Regions from separate parts of the Sus scrofa genome. Here region 1 is linked to region 2. A link is a contact called in public Hi-C data. All regions are on one chromosome and are shown on one strand. Each heading gives the region's core, a stretch centred on a gene start, on an enhancer-like site or on the middle of the called end of the contact. The rest is flanking DNA. Distances are from core to core; before and after follow the strand shown. Region 1 holds the start of TP53BP1 (tumor suppressor p53-binding protein 1). Region 2 holds the start of PDIA3 (protein disulfide isomerase family A member 3).

What was found. Hi-C and Micro-C count contacts between places; a contact is called where the count stands out from the background.
Region 1: a Hi-C map of heart right ventricle shows a contact between it and region 2, with 1.7 times the contacts expected there. The contact joins the promoter of TP53BP1 here to the promoter of PDIA3 in region 2. A contact is called at or near these places in 2 of 47 Hi-C or Micro-C datasets (embryonic fibroblasts and heart right ventricle).

The regions. Positions count from the first base shown.
Region 1 is chr1:127,956,032-127,959,898 of Sscrofa11.1, forward strand. It overlaps TP53BP1 (tumor suppressor p53-binding protein 1), which reads left to right and starts at 2,469. Exons shown (of 26, transcript XM_021096946.1): 1 at 2,469-2,618; 2 at 3,189-3,373; 3 at 3,578-3,671. The coding sequence starts at 2,612.
Region 2 is chr1:127,811,071-127,815,405 of Sscrofa11.1, forward strand. PDIA3 (protein disulfide isomerase family A member 3) reads right to left here and starts at 3,026. Exons shown (of 14, transcript NM_001195112.1): 1 at 2,857-3,026. The coding sequence starts at 3,023. CATSPER2 (cation channel sperm associated 2) reads left to right here and starts at 3,492. Exons shown (of 13, transcript NM_001244270.1): 1 at 3,492-3,822; 2 at 4,017-4,163. The coding sequence starts at 4,019.

The sequences.
Region 1 (3,867 bases), core at 1,219-3,718, 140 kb after region 2:
TACTTATCCTTGGTAATGTTTTTTTGCCACTGAGCTTCAAAACTGTTTCCAGAAGAAAACCATGAAGTGAATTAGGGTTTGATGAATAGTGTCTGTGAGCTAGAACTAACTGAGGTTCTTTTGCTTAGAGAACTCTGTGAGGAGACCTCAGAAAAAAACCTCTAAAACTAAAAATGTAGCATTTATGTTCATCGTTTGATTGGTAGAAATATACTATGGAATTATTGGACTAGATGAGATGATCCCAGTCTTATGAGAATTTGTCCAGGTTTAAAAATTACTAATTAAATACAATATGACTGGAAATGGCTTTAAGTTCTAGAATAAAGAATTTGATGATTAGAAGAAAAATTTCTGACAATGAGGTCTGTTAAACTTCAAAGTGAGTTAGATAGGGTCTGATGGAATTTTCTTGTCTGGGAGGACTTTAGAGGTAGATTAAATTTCTGTGAGGTAGCTTAGGTTAAGATGCACTTGTAGCTATGCAGATAGGCAGATGATACTTTTCATTCTAATAGTCAATAAAGGACTTTGGCTCACATAAATGTAATCAGTTACAACCTTAGTGGGAAACCATCCTGCCTGCATTTTCTGATCTTTTTGGGTAATTTAATGATCAAACTGCCTAACAAGGCATTTACACTTTTTCTTCACAGATTTTTTTACGGCTCTTGTTTTATTTAGTAATGGGAATGGTTGGGGTTATTTATCTGGTTTTAGTCATGCCAACTGAGGTTTAATTTACCCTTATTAATGTACAGTTTTATAAGTTTTGACAAACACATATAGTTGTTTGTCAAATAATCAAGAAAGTCTACTCATTTATGTCTTGCTTGGAAATGGGAAATGCAATGGCAGGACAGAGAAGAGCAAACACAGTGATTTTTGAAGAATTTTTATGAGAATATAGGTCAAGATTTGCCTACAACAGGACTTAGTTGTTTATGCCCTCTCAAATAGAGCAGATGAATTCACTTTTTCTACCTGGTATAGTTAATATTGACCTAACCTGGTCCTTTTAGGATTAAATTATTTGATCACTGGTCTTCTGCAGCATTAGGAGTGAAGGAGAGAGATATCAATTACAAATGATTTCAAGAGTAAGAAGTGGAGTGTGTCTCTGGGTGCTCTGTTCCAATTTTTGATCCACTAATAATACATTCCGGGGACCCTAATTATATTCTAGTTATAGCAACAGTAGATTGTAGATTTTTCAGGACAGTTTCATTTCAAAGAGTCTGTCCTTTTGTTCCCATAAGTAACATATACTCAGATGACATGCTTTGATTTTTGGTTGGAAAATGATCAGTATAATTTGTAACAGCAGGGAGAAGATTGGTAGGAAGCTTCACTTCAGCTTAGCCTGTATCAAGTGTTGAATTGGATATTTATATAATTGGAAAATCATGGTTGGGCTGTGCCTAAGTCATTTTGATCTTGGGGTAGAGAGAAGAAACTACCTTCTATTGAATGCTTACTATGTATATGCTTGGCAGTGTGGTAGGTGCTTTCCCTATTGACAGCTGCTCTGGCTAGAATTCCATCCTAGATCCATCCACCCCTTAAATTAAAAAGCAAAAACAAAACTAAAAAACGACCATATTCCTCATGGGGCCTCATTCATTAATACGAGTCACAGCTGCCACGCCCTCTATAAGACCCTGGCAAGATAATTAGGATAATAGACTCTCAGGGCTTGCAGGGATCATTGAGGTCGTGTAGTTAGCGGGGCGGCAGCTGTTCTCTTCACCACTGAGTCTGGCAGCCACTGTGCTCAATTGTCTCAATCAGAGGTGCAAAAAATATCCGGGGCTATGGTCTCTGTAGGCTGCAATTCCATAAAAGATAGGTCAACCATAAGCAAATGTGAAGCTTGAACTACGTTCCAGACTGGAAAGACAATGGGAAAAAATACGGTTTACCAGGACCCTCAGACAATGCAAATCCAATCCCCCCCCCAAAAAAAAATAATAAAAAGAACTGGCAGAGACGTAATGTGAAGCCCTTGAATTCAGGTAGAGGCCTACAAAAGGGATCCTGTTGACACAGGTAAACCCCAAAGAGTCTTCTCTCTCTTCAGTTTCACCAGCTATGAAATTCTAGCCATTCTGGATCTTCTTCGCCCTTTTAATCAGAAAGCCGGGAAACCCTTTTTCAACAGAAGAGGATGACATGGGGGCCTTAAGGTGCATGAACGATAGAAAATAGGAATTTTCTCCTACGTCTGAGTAGTGGTACAAACAACCGTCCCGGGGGCAGGGCATTATATTTCATGCCCTCTTCAAGGTCCCTTCAGTTCAAGGATACTGTCATTTGTGGCTTACTAGAGGGAGGGCCTGCAAAGTCCAGGCTGCCATGGAAACACGCCGCCGTGTTCCTTTTTCCTACGTGGGGCGGGGCACTCCGCCTCAGCCACCAATCATCCGCAGGCTTTCTTGAGTGGCGGGCAGCATCAGCGAATGGGTGAGCCGATCCCGCGTGACGCGACGGGAAAGGGGGAGTTCGTGGCCGGTGGCGGCGGTGGAGACAGCGGCGACCTGGGGATCGAGCTGGAGGGGCCTGGGGAGCGTGTGGAGATCTCTAGCACGAGCGTGAGGGACCTCCCGCCGGGATGCCTGGTACCGTTTGGAGAAAAGTGGGGGCGTAGTCGGCTATGGGAGCTTGGGTTTCGGGTCTGAAGGGATGGCTGACCGGAGGGGGCGGGGTGGCAAGCATGGCGGCTGTGACGGGGAAAGGGTTGGAGGGCCCTGGTGAGGGGGTGGGGAACCACAAGCTAGTAAGGCTGGGTGGTCGTGAGGAAACGTGAAGAGCTGTGGGGGTCAGACGAACAAAGATTACAAAGCAGCCTTTTGGGGGGCGGTTGAGGCGCCAGAAGGACGAAGGGAGAGTTGTGGGGGATGGAAAAAGGGGCGGAGAGAGAAGAGGTTAGGAAGGAGGGGAAAGGGTGTCTACGGGAAGGTGAGGGAAGGGGGAAAGAAGGATAGGCAGGCTCACTGTAAATAGCTAGGAAATCGGTCATTGGGAGGTATATAGGAAAGTGCTTGCAGCGATTATAATGTTCCAATTAGAAGAGTCCTACACCGGTCCCCTTTTCCAGCTCTTGTACTTCCGCGTCATTATTTAAGCTCGGACTCCGTGAGGAAGGAGTGTAGGTAGCACAGAACTGATCTTTTGTTGTTCCATTCCAGGGGAGCAGATGGACCCTACTGGAAGTCAGTTGGATTCAGATTTCTCTCAGCAAGACACACCTTGCCTGATAATTGAAGATTCTCAGCCTGAAAGCCAGGTTCTAGAAGATGATTCTGGTTCTCACTTCAGTATGCTGTCTCGACACCTTCCCAATCTACAGACACACAAAGAGAACCCTGTGTTGGTGAGTGATAGGTTGCTTGGAAATGATTGAGTAGATTTTTTTTTCCTAGTCTAGATCAACCTGCAAACATAAATACTTAGGAAATCTCACCATCTTTTGGATAAAGTTGATTGGAAAAAATGAAACCAACATGTTCACAGCAATATGTTGCCTTTTAGATTATTCCATATAGAGTGAGTATATTATGTTTGTATAATTTTCTAGGATGTTGTGTCCAATACTGAACAGACAGGTGGAGAAGAACAAGGAGACGATAATAGTAGTTTCAATGAATGTCTGAAAGAAAACAAAGCTGCAGGTGAGGTCCCTTTTGCAAGGGTGCTCTTGTTAGAAGTGGGTGGATTCAAACATTATGGGGCTGTGGTGAATGTATGTAAGAAAGTCTAGCACAGTATCTGGTGCATAGTAGGCACTCACAAGGTTGGTTTTCTAATGTAGACTGATTAGGTCTACATTCCTGAATATATATCAAAAGTTTGGTGGTAGGTGTTCCT
Region 2 (4,335 bases), core at 1,776-4,275:
GAGACTTAAAACTTACTTAACACTGATGGATAAATTTTCAGAAATTATCACAAACATTTAAATAGTTCTATTTACTTCCAGAGAAATTCAGATACTCCCATTCTAAGATGACTGATTCCACCATGGAAATATTAGTCTACAGAGTCAGCTGCAAAGAAATCTTTCACTTTCACTTATAAAATGAAAGTGAAAAAAATACCCTATAACAAATGAGAAAAATAACTTGCTCAACACAGCTCCATTTCACTTTTAATAACCGTTTCTATCCATCTTGTAAGCTAGTAATCCTGATCTATACAAAGAAATATAGCAGTCAGAAAACATTTCCAGCCGAACTATTAATAAAATAAGAATAGTCGATCATAGAGTTCCTTATGGAGCAGCAGGTTAAGGATCTGGCATTGTCACTGCAGCAGCTGGAGTCACTGATGTGGTGCAAGTTCAACTGCTGGCCCTGGGACTTTCCACATGCCTTGAGTGCAGCCATATTGGAAAAAAAAAAAAAAAAGAATGGTTGAATGGGAAGAAATAAGGACATCATCAACAGGAGACTTCTTCTTTTTTTTTTTTTTGTCTTTTGTCTTTTTTGTTGTTGTTTTGTTGTTGTTGTTGCTATTTCTTGGGCCGCTCCCGCGGCATATGGAGGTTCCCAGGCTAGGGGTTGAATCGGAGCTGTAGCCACCGGCCTACGCCAGAGCCACAGCAACGCGGGATCCGAGCTGCGTCTGCAACCTACACCACAGCTCACGGCAACGCCGGATCGTCAACCCACTGAGCAAGGGCAGGGACCGAACCCGCAACCTCATGGTTCCTAGTCGGATTCATTAACCACTGCGCCACGACGGGAACTCCAACAGGAGACTTCTTTGATTCAAATTTCTCATTCAGAAAACTGATTCTTCTTGTAGGTATTGTGGAGGATGACCTTAACTTCCATACCAATTAAAAGGAGACACCACTGCAGAGATCCACCCAGTTTTAGGGATAGTTTAGTGCATGATGGGATATGTAGTTTTTAAGGAAGCACATGCAACAATTTAAAGTAGCAGAGAACACCTTCAATAGGGGAAAAAAAAAAAAAAACTGCTTTAAACTAAGTCTAATAGCCCACAATTCTCCTGCAATTCATTTCATGTTGACCCCTGTAGTCAGAGGCACCAAATAGTCTTGATACAACTACATAGAGCGCCATTTTAATCACAGTGACACCCCCTGAGAGTTAATAGTGTGGTAATATGATTGGGAAGAGTTGTTTCCAAAAGAATGTGAATTCTATAGATGTATAAAAACCACCTATGGGAGTTCCCGTCGTGGCGCAGTGGTTAACAAATCAGACTAGGAACCATGAGGTTGCAGGTTCGGTCCCTGCCCTTGCTCAGTGGGTTAATGATCCGGCGTTGCCGTGTTGTAGGTGGTGTAGGCTGCAGACGCGGCTCGGATCCCGAGTTGCTGTGGCTCTGGCATAGGCTAGTGGCTACAGCTCCGATTGGACCCCCAGCGTGGGAACCTCCATATGCCGCTGGAGCGGCCCAAGAAATAGCAAAAAAAAAAAAAGACAAAAAAAAAAAAAACAACCCAAAAAACAAACAAAAAAAACCACCTATGATGTGTAATCAGTACCGCCAGTCAGCCACAGAACAGCCCCGGATGAATAAACTGCCACCAGCTGGAAACAAAATGTGTTGCCTCTAAACACAGCCTTCTGGTTCAGGTGGTCTTCATTACAGGACTTCTAGTGTAACCCTCAAGTCAGCTGAACCCTTGCAGAATGAAGATGAGAATCAGAAGCAAGTGAAAGTTACCTAATATTCTTTTGCTGTAACTTTTGAATACACATAATTTTTAATTTAGGGTCATTGTCGCAGAAGAAAAATCAAGTACTACAATTAGTGTGCTTATACTGAGTTGTCCCCAGTGTTAAGATAATCATCGTAAAGATAATCTGGTAAAGATTTTTTTGGGGGAAAAAAAAAACACCACACCACCACCAGAGTGCTGGTTTACTGGGCCAGAAATCCTATTTGGTCTCTCCCCACCCCCACCCACCAGCTTTTTATTTCCATTTAGTTTTATCCAAAAGAATTTACATTCTTGTTCAGTTATATCACTCAAGTGGAGTATTTCACCAACACTACCTTCTCACTGGGGTCTTTGGCATTTTTTAGAAATCCTAACTAAAAGTGACCATTTAGACAGATTCTAACAGAATTACTCTGTTTATTTACTCTTTTTTTAACAAAATTCTGCTAATGTTGAGAAGTGATGGGCTTAATGGTGAAAGCGCACCATGTGATGGACAAAATAACTGCCTGCCTCAAGAAAGCACTTATGACCATTCTGCAGCCACTGAGTGACCTTGGCTAGAAACCAATGGCTGCGTGGGGCAAGAAAGGAAGTACCGTGGGGGCCCAGGGCTTCTGCACTTGGTGAAACGCTGACTTCCAATATAAGGCCTTGCGATGCTCGTCTAATGAATGGCAAACAGCAACACTGACTCACCCAGAAAACTGTAAAGATACGAAACGAAGCGGGGAAAGGCGGCGGGCGGGGGTGGTGTGGTATGGTGGTTAAACCCTCTGCAATAGGAAGTGCCACAAGAGCACCGAGGTAAGGATGTGGCCCTGCGGGAGAGGGGCCTCGCGTTTTCCCTCTCCGGTCTCGCTTCCAGGCCATCAGCACCGACTCCTCCGCTCTCGGTGAGGCAGCTCGGTTCCCCGTAGGTGGAAAATCTGCGGGCTGCTGCCGGGATCGCGGCGATGATGGAGGGAGCCGGCGCTGCGTAGGCCTAACCGTTCCCGCGCCCTCGCTCCGGCTCAGCCCGGCCCTCCCTCTCCCGCCCCGGTTAAGTGGCCTCACCAGGGGGCAAAGAACTCCACGAGCATGAGCCCCGCAGAGCCCGTGTCGGAGATGCGACTCTCGAAGTTGTCGTCGGTGAGTTCCAGCACGTCGGAGGCAGCGGCGAGGCGGGCGGCGGCGAGAAGAAGCGCCACGCCCGGGAACAGCGCTAGGCGGCAGAGGCGCATGGCGACCAGCTGAGGCGGGGGCGGCCAGGAGGGTCAGGGTTCGGCGGGGACTGCGGAGGCCGTGCCGGCGACCACTCACCCTCTGCCTCAGCTCGCGCGTCTGACCCAGGCGGACCTGCAGCCGGAGGTCCCAACCCCCCAGCCCGGCTGGGCCGCAGTGTGGCAGCCGCTGATTGGCTGCGCGGCGCCTGCGTCGGGCGGGCGGGACCAGCTGGTAACCGCCGAGTGGTCGAAGCGCGGGGCGGGGCTGAGGCGGCAAGCGCCTGGCGAGCTGGGCTGGGAGGGGGCCCGGGCTGGGGGCTGGTGTTCCGGGTGGGCCGGGGGCGAGCCGGAACCCCGGGAGAGGGCGGGACCGGGCGGAGCTGGGCGTGGGGCGCAGCGAGGCTAGGAACCGACCTTGAGCTCGTCCCGCGTGGGGAGAGCAGAGCTCAGGGGGGGTGCCAGAGCCGGAGACTGGGATAGCGAACTCAGGGCTGAGTGAGCGGAAGAGAGCCCGGCCTGAGGTGAGGCCCAGAATCGGGAACTGAGAGAAGGAGCTGGCGCCTGAGGCAGCAAGTTGGAGTGGATACTCGGGACGGGATACCTTTTCAAAATGTCAGGCTGTTGCATTTTGTCCAATTCCTCTTAACTTGGTTTTTCATAGCGGGCAGTCCTAAGCCCTCCCATTCCTCCCATCATTGCATTCATGACCCGATTCCCTCAGGTCCAGGTGGTGCCGGAATTCCTCTTTGTCCAGCTCAGGACTCCTGCTCTTTGTTGGCTGCTGCTTTTAACTAGAAATGCTGTCACACAAGTAAAGGTACCTGTCCATGTAGTCAACTGCGCAGATTCTCTGTTATGACTCCTTTTGTTTCAGAAAGCCTTGCGTCTAGGTATATAACATTTGTCTTCTTAAGGGCAAAGAGGTTGGGAGGAGGGAAAGAGAACCTCTAAGCTGTGGTGCAACTCCAGCTTGAAATGAAATAACACTCGATTCTTTCATGTTCTTAACAGACATGGCCACTTACGGCCCAACAGGACACATGCAACTGCCCCGAGCTGATGCCATTCGTTCCCGTCTGATTGATACTTTCTCTCTCATCGAGCACCTGCAAGGCTTGAGCCAAGCTGTGCCACGGCACACCATCCGAGAGATACTTGGTCAGCAGCCTCTTTCTTCCCTAGGATGAATTTAAGTCTCCTGTTCACACCACCAATGAGTAGGAAGCAGAGGGAGAATTTTAAAGGTGGAAAATTCAGGGGAGATTGGTTTGGCTGCTAGTTTGGAAGTTACACCAAACTTTTTTTTGGCCAAACTCTTGGCATCTGGAAG